2 separate regions of the Oryzias latipes genome follow, and region 2 is linked to region 1. Evidence: chromatin contacts called from public Hi-C data. All regions are on one chromosome and are shown on one strand. The core of a region is the stretch at or near the end of the contact, and the rest is flanking DNA. Distances in the headings are between cores, read along the strand shown. Region 1 overlaps znf438 (zinc finger protein 438). Region 2 overlaps zeb1 (zinc finger E-box-binding homeobox 1).

Evidence for each region. Hi-C and Micro-C count contacts between places; a contact is called where the count stands out from the background.
Region 2: a contact with region 1 is called in a Hi-C map of embryo, with 1.6 times the contacts expected there. The contact joins two enhancer-like sites. A contact is called at or near these places in 2 of 5 Hi-C or Micro-C datasets (both in embryo).

Annotation. Positions count from the first base shown.
Region 1 is chr20:7,151,046-7,158,463 of ASM223467v1, reverse strand. All of the region lies in intron 1 of znf438 (zinc finger protein 438), which reads left to right. Among protein-coding and RNA genes, the nearest start is that of znf438, 10 kb to the left of the region's middle. Within about 2 kb of position 2,848, at least 1 of the 8 cell types and tissues checked has an H3K27ac peak or open chromatin away from gene starts, as enhancers often do. A contact at or near this core is called in embryo, where this site is marked.
Region 2 is chr20:7,243,887-7,251,304 of ASM223467v1, reverse strand. zeb1 (zinc finger E-box-binding homeobox 1) reads right to left here. Exons shown (of 8, transcript XM_004080900.4): 8 at 4,138-7,418. The coding sequence ends at 7,148. Among protein-coding and RNA genes, the nearest start is that of zeb1, 49 kb to the right of the region's middle. Within about 2 kb of position 2,499, at least 1 of the 8 cell types and tissues checked has an H3K27ac peak or open chromatin away from gene starts, as enhancers often do. A contact at or near this core is called in embryo, where this site is marked.

The sequences.
Region 1 (7,418 bases), core at 1,599-4,098:
CTAAATTACAACATAACTACATTAAATAATGATTACATTAGGAGACGTGGAAGGATGGTGATTTGACAGTCGTTGATTTATTGCTTACGGTCTGAAACCATGGGAGCTCCTGATGGTTATCGGGAACAACAAGAAGATTTAACACAGCTTGGTTGCAATGCAACAAATCCTTTTAATTAAGACTGAAATGAAAAGCACATTGCACAATCTCAACATTGATGAACTTTCGTCTTTCTTGGCTGTATTTTGTCTGAAGTGACTGTGCAGGTTTCAGTTTTTCTTATTTCAGGAATAAAAATGGTGTGATTTAGAAATTGTACATAGGAATTTTCCCTTTTGGTTTCACCCGCTGCTGTTCCACAGTGATACATATGTCATGATTTTTGCTCGAGTTGGAGTTTTGCAGGAGCTTTATGACCGTGGTGGTCTCCATGTTTAGTTGTTTAGAAGAACCCTATCTTTCTTTTCCTGTTTGAATTGCTCTAGATTGAGTAATATTTCGAACAAGAATGGCATTTTATTTTGAAGGTTAAACGGATGGAGCCTGTCTGATTAGATTTGTGTGGTTTTGCTGCATCAGAACACCTAAACAGGTTGCGTGCCCGTCTTTGTTGGAGCAGATGCCTTCTTCTGGGATGTGTGGTGGGGCTCCACTGGTAGGACCACACTGACTAGAATGGCTGATTAAAAAAGAAGAAAAAAGAAAAAGGTCGGCTCCACACGGCTAGACCGCAAAGCTTTCCCTTTATTTTTTTTCCCCTCAAAGGAGCCAGACTTTCTTCTTCTAAAGTGGTTTGAAGTGAAAGTTCTCTGGCCTCTCTTAAAAGTCTTTGAGTGGTTTTCCTGGCGCTCATTTTCTACTCATTTGACCATTTTCAAAAGCATTTTTGTGACTGTTTTGTGCATGTTCATAAATTATTGCTCACTTATGACTTTCTGTTTTTTTAAATCCATAAAACAAAAATTAAGAAAAAGAACTGATGTGAAATCCTCTGACAACACAACGGTAATGATCCTTAAGACCACTTTGAAAGGATAAAAGAAAGAAAGTCGTCACAGAAGAAACGAGTCAATATGAGGGATGCTTCAGATGGTGGCTCATCACTGTTAATAGATTTTAAATGAGATTGTGTGTATAGTTGTGAATCTGTAGCATCTGCAACTTGTTAGCAAAAAATTAGCATTAGAAACTGTTCCTTAAAATACCAAGAAAATGTTTCTGTTTTTAGTCCTTTAGCAGCTTGAGAAGGCTTTTTTTAAACGTCAAAAAATGATGTCAGAGTGTGACAAATGGGTTTCACCTTGGAACTGAACAAAGTGTTTCTAGTTTATTACGGTTTTTAACCTCTTAGAAACCCCCTTTAAGATCAGCCATCCATTTCCCAATCCTGCTGAATCCCCTTTAGGGTCGTAGGGCTGCTGGAGCCTATCCCAGCTACTGTTGGGGGAAGGCTGTCTGTCTGTCTGTCTGTCTGTCTGTCTGTCTGTCTGTCTGTCTGTCAGTCTGTCTGTCTGTCTGTCTGTCTGTCTGTCACAGGGCCACACATTCACACCTACAAAAAAATTAAGCCGCTTATAAAATTATAAAGCATGTTTTTAGACTGTAGGAGGAAACCGGAGTTCCCTGAGAAAGCCCAAGTATGCACAGGGAGAACATGCAAAGACTACACAGAAAGATCCCACTGCGATTCGAACCTGGGTCTTCTAGCTGTGAGGCAAGAGAGGAGAAGGCTCTTTTGGTAACTCATCCAGGGCTTGTTGTCCAGTACAACAGGCCAAACCGTGCCAAAAACACAAGCGGGCTCATTGCTCACTGACCTGACTGCACTTAAAACACTCAGTTTAACTAAAAAATAATGGAATAAATGTTGAAGTTTTGACACTGGGGTAAACAGATGGTTGTTTTTTTGTGCTAATTCTGACCAAACTAAACCTTCAGTGGTCTTTTGAGGAACTCCAGTGTTTGGTTCTTTGCAGTTTGTTTGAAATTTGGAAGGAGGGGGCTTATTTTGAACCCTTGTCTTTACACCGTTCTGTTCTTAGACACATCTCTGCTAGCAGGTCAAGTGTTGCCCAAGAACAGATTAGGAGCAATCACAGCAACCAGGTGAACCGTACTTTGGAGGTAAATGTTCTCTGACACAGAACTAATGAGAAGTTGTGAGTGGGCCATTAGTCTTAAAGTCCTTTTGTTGTGATCACAGGTTGATAGTCAGTCTTCTAACTCATGACCACAACAGAGGACTGTGGCCACACCTCCATTTGTGTTTCCTTTGATGGAGGGATAACTATGAATTGAGCAACTTGTGAGGGAATTTAACATGGGAAATAAACCCAGGATCACAGAGGAAATGCCTTAAAGGGGGGTGACGATATGCAAATGAGGTGCACAAATATGCCTTTATACCACAATTATTGATCGAATTATTCGAATTATGCAGATTTTTGGAATCTAAATCGGTCAAGGTGACCGATTTGATGCTGGGGTACTGAGGAATGACATTCCAACTTTTATTTTGGAAAACAAATGACTTTGAATTGGGTAAATGTAAGTCCCATTGAGCTGTCAGCTCTCCTCAGTCAGTCGTTTGTGCTGCGTCATTGTTTTAAAGCTGAGCGCTCGCGGGTGGCTTCATCTGGAAAGTTACCTTCAGTGTTTGTTTCAAACATCATCTTTGCTCATTTGGAAATCTTTTGGGCCCACACATTTTCCTTTTAAAGACTGTATTGCAAACTCAGATCAGGTTCCTAGATGAGTCATCGCGAGGAATCCCCCTAAGACAGATGAGTTTCTCTGCCGCGGCCTCCTTCGTCACACAGCTCACTTTTGGAAACGTCTGGCGCTGTGCGTGTGCAACGCTGTCATCTTAAAAGATGGTCTGTCCTCAGAACACAAGTGCAAGGCCGACATGTGAACCCTGCTGCCAGGGTAAACAGCCGTCAGTGCGTCGGGAGCGTTTGGTGTTTGCCGGCAAACAGTCCCAGTGTGGTTTCACATGTGGCTGGATGTGGAGGATGGTAACAGGCAGAAGAAACTGAGATGCTTGTCTGACATTTCCTCTCAGTCATAACTCGGATCGCGTTGCATCAACACACCAGATTTTTGGGACTGAGGCGCCACTCATTGCCAGAGCTTTGAAGTAGCAGTCAACGTTGTGGAAAACACACACTGAGTGTTCCCAAACCTTATGAAATTTTTCATGAGAGACGTGATAATGCAGCCAAATGTTGAGCCGGGCGTTCTGCAGGAAGTGGCGAGCAGGTTGGGCTCTGACGCTGCTAATGACTCGATTTTTCTGTGTAAAATCCCGCTGTAAACCTTGGCCTACTTTTCCAGGGATGTGGGTGCTACATAAATGAAGTCATTTTCAATCTCTGGCTAATTAAGCCCCAGATTCTGAGAAAGAATTCTCCTGTTTTGAGGAAAACCTAAAAGTTCTGCTGAAAAATGAGGAAGTCCTCCAACTGTTTTTTTGTTTTTTTGAGCTACACCTGAATGTGTTTCGTCAGTAAAGTGCTGCTCACTGTAGTCAGGAGTGGCGAGTTGAAGAACAAGGAAAGTGCATCTCTAGCTTTAATAATAAATGGGGAACATCTTGCGGATGGAAACGGGAGGATGTGGTCCAGTAATAGTCGGCTGAACGGCTCTTTCTCTGTTAAATTGTTGGTCTTGCTCGACTCTTGTTTCCAAGAAAAGTTAATGAAAATTACATGTGAGACCTAATGACTGACTTTTACAAGACCTGTTGGCTGCAGGCATGTTATTATATTAGGCTGCTCCTCTGAGCATTAGCATATTTCCTGGAAGCGCTCCACCTCGAATGAAGCATTTTGTTCTGCGTGTGGTTGAAGGTGTCGCTGTGGGGCGACATCTCGAGAGGCCTGATGAGAGTTGAAGCTGGACGATGACAGGCCACTGAACTTCAAATCTGCAATCAGCAGTCCGCTAACAAAACTTGAAACTCCTCAAAATAGAGTTTCTCTGTAGGCTATTCCATATCTGGTATTGCCACCAATGTGCTCTTAAGCAAGAGTGGTCCTTTTAGCAATGACAAACTTAGTCGAACTCAACAAATTCAGGGAAGTCTCCCCGGGTTTTTCTGTAAAACACCAAGCACATACTTTAAATAAACTGAAATAAATAGGTTTGTTCCATTTTTGTCATGAAGAAGTGGTTTAGTGGGTTATTCTAATAAGTTATTGGTATCACTGGGTTCTCCCAAGATTCTTTTATTAGACAGAAACTTAAAAAAGGGTTTGTGAGGAATCTAATATGAGCTGTTTTGTTTTTAGATGTACTCTCATCTTGCATGTTCTTAAATCTTAAATCTTTAATGTATGGTTTAGGCAGCATTGGTAATACAATTGTTAACTGTAAAGCTTTTGGTTTCTAGTTGGAGAAAATGTTTAGTCCCTGTTTTTAAGGCAAGAAAAACTCATTTTATTGTGGAGAAACCCAACCATTGTATTGCTCCTTTCTAATTTTGATGCATTAAAAACACAATTCCTTACCAAATCTTCTTCAAAGTATAAAAAATATGTATTTTTTGGGGCTGTGGTGCAAAGGGAGAGAGGTCCCTGTGATCCTCTGATCGGTGGATCGCAAGTCTTCTTTGGGACAGATCATTGAGTGTATGAGAACTGCACCGAGTGAGTGTGACGTCACCCATTGAAAAGGATTCGCTTTCGGCTCCAACCAAATAACGTCAATTCAGGCGCCATTTTTACGCGGTACAGACGACGCTATGTCGGAGTCAGACATTGTCAGGAAGCTGCAATTGTTCCCCTGTTGGCCTGAGTCATCATTTTTATGGCAAGTTTACTCACCAATCAGGAGTGAGCTTGTTGGAAATCCACACCCCTACCACTTGAAAGCGGAAACTGTCAGTCAGTCAGTCAGTCAGTCAGTCAGTCAGTCAGTCAGTCAGTCAGTCAGTCAGTCAGTCAGTCAGTCAGTCAGTCAGTCAGTCAGTCAGTCAGTCAGTCAGTCAGTCAGTCAGTCAGTCAGTCAGTCAGTCAGTCAAATGTGTACTTTTATAAAGGCATCTGATTGGTCAGTTTATAATTTGAATAACTTTTAGGTAGCAGAAGAAGAATGGTTATTCTGACAGCTATAATGACTGAATAATACAGGTAGCTGTTTATTTCTCTATGGCTGTCTGAATTCCTACACTACTCACTACATAGTTATAACTATAAATAAAGGATGTTCGCCATTTTGAAGTGTTTCCGAATCTATGGCTGTGTCCGAATTGCTGCCCGAATCCCTAACTTATAAAAAAACAATATAATGCAGGACTATTTCATGCCCTGGAATTTTTAAATACAATTCGGACACCATGCTCACTACTATTTTCTTTTTTTCTTTTTTTAATGCCAAATATGACATCATCGAATTCCCAATGCTAAAATCTAACTAATATGAACGTTTTCTGAAAATCATTTATGAATCCACTGTCTTCTGAAGAGAAAAACGTTAATATTTTCTTTAAAAAAATACACTTAAATACATTTTTCTTTGCCAAAATTGTTCAAACGCAGTGTATTGTGGTTTATATTTGCCAGTCTAGTGAGCATCAACGCACACTAGGTTTTTGCAGAGACTTCTGGGAAATTTCAAGGGCAATAGATTTTGGAATTGTAGATTCAGACTGCAGAACAAAATGATGAACGCACTATATAATGCACTAAGTAGTGACTAGTGAAGGAATTCGGACACAACGTACAATTACAAAATCCAGTGCTGTAGAAATTTCCCAGAAGTCTCTGCGAAAACCCAGTGTGCATCAATGCTGACTAGACTGGCGAAATTAGACCACAATGCATTGCGTTCAAACAATTTTTAAAAAAGTACTATTTAAATATATTTTTGATAAAACAATGATCTTATTTCATTTCAAGAAATTGATCAGGTCTTATTCGCCAATTAAAAAAAAAAGTAGTGAGCATGGTGTCCAAATTACTTTCATAATCCAAGGCACTACATAGTTTTTCAGTAGTTAGGGATTAGGGTGGGAGTTCGGACACAGACTTTGGGATTTTGGCTTCTTTGATGCAGCAGGTACTGTTGGAACACGGGGGGGGGGTCACTCAGTCCAGTTCTGACATGCAACCCTTCGTCGCCTCCTGATGGTTATAGGTTGTGGCCAATTGAGGCAGTGGAGCTGCCATCAGTGTGTGAATGTGTGTGTGTGTTTGTGTGTGTGGGTAAACGGGCTGGGAAAGCGCCTTAAAGCAAAGTGTGTCACATGTAATCATTGTTTGTCATTGTTTTACTATCACAGACAGTTACAGATTATTGTTACTGTAAGAATTTTACAAATCTTTAAATTAGTGAAAAATAAGAACTAAAGAAGTACTTAATTTTTTTTTAAATCTTTATTTTCTGGGGCTACACAGCAAACTCCACACTTTCTGTGTGGAGTTTGTATGTTCTCCTTGTGCATGCGTTGGTTTTCTCCGTGGACTCCGGATTCCACCCACTGTTCAAAAACATGCTTCATAGGTTAATTGGTTACTCTAAATTTGCCCCTAGGTGTGAATGGGTGTGTGACTGTTGCCTTTTGACAGACTGGCGACCCGTCCAGGATGTCCCCTGCCTTCCCCCACAAGTGGCCGGGATAGGCTCCAGCAGCCCCGTGACCCCGGAAGAGACAGAACGGCTTCGAAGATGAATGAAAATTGAATTATTTTTCTGATTAAGTGCTTTTGTTTGAAAACCTTTAGTTACGTGCTTCTGTATGTTTCACAGTAAACTGTAAACATGAGAAAAACCAAGTCGTCACTTGATTATACTGTTTGAGATGAATATATACATCTGAATCCCAAACCCATATCTTTCCTCTGTGGCCCCTCCCACTTCAGCATTGCTCATGCAAGATTTGTTGCTGAATGACGTTCACTTTCATCCCCAGCTATTTGGCTTCTTAAATGTGATGTCACCCCTCCCTCCCTTCATTTCTCTGCCTCTCATCTGGCCGCACACGTTCGTCTCTCCTCATCCCACAGCTGTGATTGAGGCGTCAGGGCTGCTCCCGCTCCCGCCCGTCCCTGGATCAACGTACCCTGCCATTACTCAGTCGTTCCCCTGCTCTGCAGCTCCACGTCAGGCTCAACAGAACCCGCCTGGAGGCTGGTTTGGTTCAACCACAGACCCTGCTTGGCGGAGCCGCTCCATCTATGGCTTCAACTCTTTGGAAAATGATGTGGGTCGAGGGGGTTAGTCAACTTCTGGAACTGAGTTTTCTGTTTGAAGTGAGATTTAGAGGCAAACTGTACCTGAAAGTCTTGTTACGGTTGGAGACACAAACTGCCCCACCACCACCACCTCCCCCCCCCCATGCATCACTTGTCCAGTTGTGATTTGCGGGCCTCATCATTTTATGGTTATGCAATGTCGGCTCTTTGACAAGTAAAGT
Region 2 (7,418 bases), core at 1,250-3,749, 93 kb before region 1:
AAAAAACCTTGAGAACAGTGTGTCACATAACTGTCAGCAGAGAGCTGTGTCTCAAACCGCAGACCAGTTCTCTGACAGACTGAGTGGAGAATCTGGGGAGACTTTTGAAACCTTTCAGTAACTATATTCATATATATGATGATATATTACCTTTGGCTCATTAAAGAACGAATATGTATCAAATATTTATTTTCACAGATCATTTTCCTACCTGGAAGTAAGACGACTTGATCTCTGAGGCTCCGCCTTTCACTCCTTGTGGGTGCCGCCCATTTTCTGACCTCAACCTAGAGTTGGCCTCAGCAGATTGTTTGTGTCCCGCCCACAAAAACAACCAACCTCCAAACTTTTGAGAAGAGGGGTGTGCATGTTGTGCAGATAAAAGGAACGTTTTTAGTTGATCACCGCTCGCACCACAGAGAAAGTGTGTGAGTGTGTGTGTGTAAGCCTGGGGGCAAATTATATGTTATTAATCAAGAATTTGAAACCATGTGAAATGACTTCTATTTTAGTGGTTTTTCAATTGTGTTCAGCACTTTTTTTTACTACTTTAACGTGTAGCTTTTTTTTTCTAAAATATTTAAGAATTGGTTGTTTTTTTACAACACCACTTCTGGCAAAGAAAACTTTTCAGATTGTCACTGAGCAAAGGAAAACTAAATCTGACAGCAAAAAAACAAAACAAAACAAAAAACAGCCAAACCACGTGGAGAAAAAGACTCCAGGAAATGCGGTCTGCTTTTTGGCTCTTGCTCTTTTAAAATGGACTGTGCTGTGATTTTTTTTTCCAAAATGTGATATTTGTTTAGACTTTAAAGAATTTCAAGGCAGAACCTCCATCAACAGGCTTATCTCTGTGAGCCAAAGCTCGTCCAGAAACACCTCCATCATGCAGATGATGCAACTCTGCAGCACACGGCTTACATAAACGGGTTTTGAAGGGAGCTTAAAAACATCACGAGGGGGCGGTGTGTTTAGATTTGAGTGAAAAACGGTTTGCACATGAAAAACCAGCTATTTCTTACGTATGTTATTTGTGTTATTCCAAACTTTATTTGACTGACGATCGACTCAAATCTATATTTATGGTGCAACTTTTTCTTGGAGGCTAGATTTAAAACTTGGAGCCAAGTCAGTTCTTCTGGTGAACAGCAGGTGGCTTGGTAAATAAAAAGGTGCTCTCTGACCACTCTAATGTGAAATAGGCTTTAATTGTGATTCTCTTTAGCTATTATTTGTTTTCTTTTTAGACAAAAGATATGATGGTTTGATTGACGTGTCATTTTCCAATGATCAGTTTCTACAACATCCTGAGAGAAACTGTGTTCCTTCCACCCAAAATTCATTCACTTCATCAATGGATACATTCTTTAAATTTGTCATTTTTAAATGTCAATTAAAAATTAAAATAAGCTGCATAAAAGTCGCCAGTTACTATGGTAACCAGCTTACAGATGTTCTAAGGAGTCAGGAATAACCAGGAGGAACAGCAGGGTGGCCCTTGTAAAGGGAACAAGAGAACCCATGACATGTTGCTGCCACTAGAGCGGCGCCGTTCCACATCGGCTCCTCCTATTTGACTGATAGCTGGTTCCTCCTTTCATACCTCTTAACTCCTCCGTCCATTTGGAGTTTCTTCCTCGACAGTAAACAACCCTGAAGAGGAGCTCCACTGACAAACACCGGCAGAACATGCAGAAGATCTATAAAATAAGAAAGACTCCACAATAGTGTTTAAAAGCAGGTGCTGCACTGATAGTGATGGCTCCTCAGAAAAGGAGATCCTTGTATGCGTGTGTGTGCGTGTGTGTGAGATGCTGGTTATTTACTGCATAAACAGATTTCCAGTGGTGTGTGTGTGTGTGTGTGTGTAAGCTTCTGCTGGACGGTGTGTTCAAATGCAGCTCTGAAAACAACAACTTGTCACATGAAGTGACAGATTAAGCAGCCTCCTTACATCCCTCACCCACACACACTCTCACACACACACATTGCGTCTGTGTTCTCCTGGTATTTAATGCTCGTCTAAATGAACATGATATTTAAGTGACTGCTATTTCCTGAGTGCTGTTTTTTCCCTCCCTTTTTCTTCTTTTATCCCCGTCCTCCTGGCTTTCCTTTAAATTTCCCTGGGGAGCTCCGGCCCCTTGGGCTTGGCTCGGTGTCAGAGTCCCAGCAGCCACGGTGCTCCATCAGGCTTTTGCCCCATTATTGGCAAAGGCACTCCATATCCTCTTAGCAGTTATAGCTTTTCAATTTTCCTGGGAAATGCTGAGCCCAGCAGAACCTGTGGCAGCGCGTTGGCCTGCAGCGTGGATGGGCCCGTGCAGCAGACGTGCAGCCGCTGACCTCTGCGCGGAGCCGGAACCGCTGTCGCTATTGTTGAAGACGTTTGCTACAATTACGGGATGCTGTTTGACGCAGTCGGATTACAGCGAGAGCGGCCCCATAAAGCATTACTCATCCCCCCTCCACCCAAACTGCCTGCAGGCCTCTGGGGAGCCATTTACTATGATGGCAGCATTGAACCCTCTGACGGATGGCTCCATCTCTGTGCCGCCGCAGCAGTGAAGGCCTCACCTGTCGGTCTCAAAACAAAGGAAAATCTGAGCTTTTGGATCTTTTTCAGCTCCTGCACCAAATATGGATTTTTAGTGAGTTCCATTACTAATTCATGCTGGTGGAGGGGTAAGGCACAGAGGGGTGGGGGTCACCCCCTCCTGGAAACCTGACCTGGATCAATACAGCTGACCTTGGGCTGAGCTGCTCTGCTGTCCTTCAACAGCCCCCACCTCTGCTGAGTACTGAGCTGGAAGTAACTCAATACACAAGTAATGCATTACAGTAAAGGATTACCTTTTTGCAGAAGAAGAATTTAACTGTGTAGCTATTGTTCTACAACAAACCCTTGAGTCAAGTCGCAATATTTAACCCTTGTGCTATCCTAGGCACTTTAACGTTGGGAGTTGGGTCATCTAGACCCCACAAGACAGTGCGCTAAACCTTTTTTCTTCAATGATTTGTGATCTTCACTGGTGTCCATGGATTACATGAAATCTTTCCACCTTTATCCACCTTTGTCATGGTAGGGAGAACACGTCAAGGTAAGGGTGGGGTCATCTAGGATAGCACAAGGGGTAACCAATTGTACGTTTGAAAAATAGACCTTGTAAATTTGAAGAAAAGAAAAAATAATACAATTGTGTGCATTTTAAACTTTAAAGAAATAATAAAACATAAAAAAAAACAAAATGTCAATTTGAAAAATAGAAATGGTAAGTTAAAAAAAACTTTCAAAATCTACTTGGGAAATTCCAAAAAATAAATAAAATTGTAAACTTAAAGGAAATATTGATAAAATTGAAAAAAAACAAAATGTCCTTTTTTAAAAATAGATTTCGTAAATTAAAAACAAATAAAAAACAGTTCTGAACTCCAACGTACACATTGTAAACTTTGAAAAACTAATTGGAAATTAGAAAAAATAAATAAAAGAAATTCAAAGAAATACTGGAACCTTGAATAAAATCACTATAAACCTCAAACTGTTTCCAAATGAAATCTAATATTTGTAACCGCGGCTGTTCTGTAGGATCCTTTTAGTATCATCAGAGGAGGGGATAACACGTCAAAAACAGACACTGTTCCGGAGTGGAAATGATGTTACCAAAACTTCCATCACTTTATGTCAATCACGTCCCGGTAGCAAACGGGGTCAATGCCCCCCCCCCTCCCCCGCATTAATGCTGAACTCCGAAAACACAAAGAAAGAATTGAAACATTTGCTGAGGACTAAACCAAAAATGAAGAAAAACAAAAACTTGAGATGAAATATAAAACAAAAGCTGACATATTTTTTGGTAACAGTATATCGTTTTTTTAAATTCAAGTTTTCAGTATTTTTTTAAATTGAATATATATTTTTCAATATATCTTACAACGTGTATTATCGGGTTTAAACCCGTTCTCAAATTTTTTCTTTTCAAACTTTCTATCAGATTTTTTCGTTCACTTTCAGCTGATCCTGATTTGACTTTGTAGATTTCTTGTTTTTTTCTCCCACAACCAAAAAAAATGTTCTGGACTAAACATCCAAATTTTCACACAGAGTCTCAACATCATCATGACAACGTGAGGCAGCTTGTAATTGATGCATTTTATTGTGAGATGGGAAGTCATAAAAAAAATGAACAAAAACAATTACTATAAAAAAAGTTGAGGGTGTTAAAGGGGGTGGGGCATATAAAAGTGGGCGTGGCATAACGTTGGCACAAATCAAAACAGGAACAGAAGGGCAGCATGGTTTTGGCTTGGCAGAGAGGACAGAGTCACGGGTCATCTTTCAATACGACGGCACACACTCATGCTTTTGGACAGATGGGTCCTTTTCCACAGTTCAGTAGCTTCATATTTAGGGGGGAGGGGCCAGAAAACTAACGTGACAGTAGAGCTTAGGTCACAGGATCAAATTCCTCCGCTTTTCAGGTGAGCTTCTGACTTTTTCCCTGAAGAAAATCGTCTCATTTGTTCGGAAATCACTTCAGAACGCCGGAGTCTGGGAGTCGATTCTTTTTTTTCCTTCATACTAAAATATATTATGGCATTAAAACAGACGACAGTATTGTACACTACGTGGTGTAATAAATAAGCACAAAGAAATATAAAAAATAAGACACATAAATATAAAAGTTCTCTATAAGTACACAGACAAACCCATGTGGTTGAAGGTCAGGGGGGGTTAATACTGCCATGGATGAAAACATTCATTACAAACACGCCGAAACACAAGAGGAGACACTGAAATAATACTGACGGCTAACGCGTGGTTAAATTCCGGGGTCAGATCTGCCCACACTGACGTCTGAGCTTTCCCTGTCAGATAGCTGCGCCGAACAAGCGGAGAAAAGTCGCTTGGAACCCGCTCAACGAAGCACTAGGGGTCAAAGAAGGAACCACAAAGAGCATACCTGACAGAAACCAGATTTTCTAAAAATGCTGCTCATTGACTGTATCAGAGACATGGACTGAGTCACCCTTCCCCTTCTGGCGCTCCAAACAGGAAGTACTTGCTGGCTCCCAGAAGCCAAAATGGCAGAGAAATAAACAGTTTGTAACTCAGTCATTCTGTTGGTCAGAATCACCGTTCTTGCTCTTCAAGCTTTTCTAACATGTGGATGATCCTAATTATTTTTTCAGGACATTTATTAATCAAGTCATAAACTACAATTTAGTATTAGAACCACCATGAAAGAAAAACAAATGAATATAAGAGAATAAATGTGGTAAAAATATGAGTTAAAACACTCAACATTTCATGAGAATAAAGTTGTAAAACTATAAAAAAATAAACATATTGTAACCTTACAAGGAAAAAGGCAAACTTTTTTCCAAAATAAAGTTGAGTAAGCCTCCGTCCACATTACGTGTAGACAAAATCCATCGATGTTTATGCCATAAGGCTGGATGACAGGAATCCATGGGCCGTAAAGCATGCAGACCTCTGCAACTATACTGCAGACGGCGTAAAACGGCGCCGGCACCGGAATTCCACTCCTGGTGGGTCAAGAATCATCTGCTGAAGAAGCCCAGTTTCCTGCAAATTCTTGTCTGTCTTCTTATACTTACAATAAGTCAACGTTGACTCAATTATAGACGCAGTCTTTCCTTTTTTGTGAAACAGTAACGCTTACAATGCAGTCGAAATCTCTCCGACTGGAACACAATATTGCTTTGTTTTGTTGTTGCTATCTTTTTCTTAGTACACAGCCTTTTGTCTCATAAATTTATGACTTTAATCACATGAAGTCTCAATTTATAATTTATGAAATAACTTTCGTTTTGTAAAATTATGACTATTTTTATCATCATTTTACGATGTTATTCTCGTATAATTACAACTTTCTTTCTTATGATACAACTTCATTCTCGTACATTTTTTACTTTTGTTCTCACATATTTGTTGCCCATTCTTTATCGACGTAACGTAATGTGTCTTTTCATTTTTATGGTTGTCATAATAAACTGACCAATCAGATGCCTGATTAAAAGTACGTGATCTAACATCAATTATTCAAAACGTTTAACTGTGTAGCCCGCTTTCCAGTGGAAGGGGTGTGGACTTCTAACCAGCTCACTCCTGATTGGCCAGAGTGGTTGCCATAGAAACATTGACTCAGACCAATCACTGCTTACTGTTGTTGTCTGGCTCCAACATGGCGGTGTCTGCATTGTGAAAAAAATGAATTCACCTCATTTGGCTGGAGCCGGATGTGAGCCCCGGGTGACATCGCACTCACTCAGTCCAGTTCTCGTATACAATCATGATGCTGCTCTGGGTCCTCCTTTTTGCATACAGCTTCACTCCTGTTGGGGTGATGGGCGAGGTTCAGATACAAGGTTCAGGTCTTGCATGTAAGCTTTCCTCACACTCTAAAAAAAAAAACTCAAATATTTGAGCTTTTTGCCACAATCGTTGGGTTAAATCTTCTAGAAACACTGCGGTTTAAAGGTGGCGGGGTGGGGGTGGGGGGTATGTGCCAAACGGGATCAGATTAAACCACAACATGTCAAAGCTCCATGAAGACAGCTCCATTGGATGTAGGAGCTGGGGGGGAGGCGCGGTCGGCTGCTTTTTAAGGCTACAGTCCCTCCAAACAGCCAACAGGAAGTGTAATGCTAAGATGTGTGGAGGCGCAATAATACTGAAGGGTTGGCAGCTCCTCTGCAGGTAAACCAAGCCGCTTGTAGTGCACAGGATTCTCTCATTCAACTCCCAACTTAACAAAATACTGACTTCTTTTTTTTTTGTTCATTGGCAATAAAAAGATATAGAAATATCTCCCAACTGTACAGCTTTAGAGGTTAAAATATGAGCGATAAAATTAGTAATACTGATAGAAAGAAAGGACTGAAGGGTTTTAGTAACAAATCATTTTTCTAAAACCAGTCGGCTCGAGCTTCCAGTCTGTGATCCTTCGTTTCTGGACAGACGGCCACGCTCTACTCCTTCCAGCAGGAGGCGCTGCGCTTTTCAGGCACACCTGGATTTCTACACAGTAGTGAAGTGTCGGAGGACCGCTCTTTGCCTCCTGCGCTCCTCCTCCTCGACAGGAGGAGTCTGATTGCGTTGCCTGCAGGAGTCTGCTCCTCAGTCAGTGTCTCCTTTCGTCTCCTTATTGTCCTTCGTCTCCCCTTCGTTCTCCTCTGTTTCCATCGCCTCGTCTTTCTCGGGGCTCCCAGGTGCCTCCTCCTCCTCCTCCTCCTCCCTTGACTTCACCTGCTCCTCCACCTTTTCTGTGACCTCCTCTCCGCCCTTGATCAGCTCCGCTCTCTCCTCCTCCTCGTCTCCTTCGTCTTCTCCTATCTGCACAACCTGGATCTCATCCATGTCCACCATGCCTTCCTCCTCCTCTTCGCTC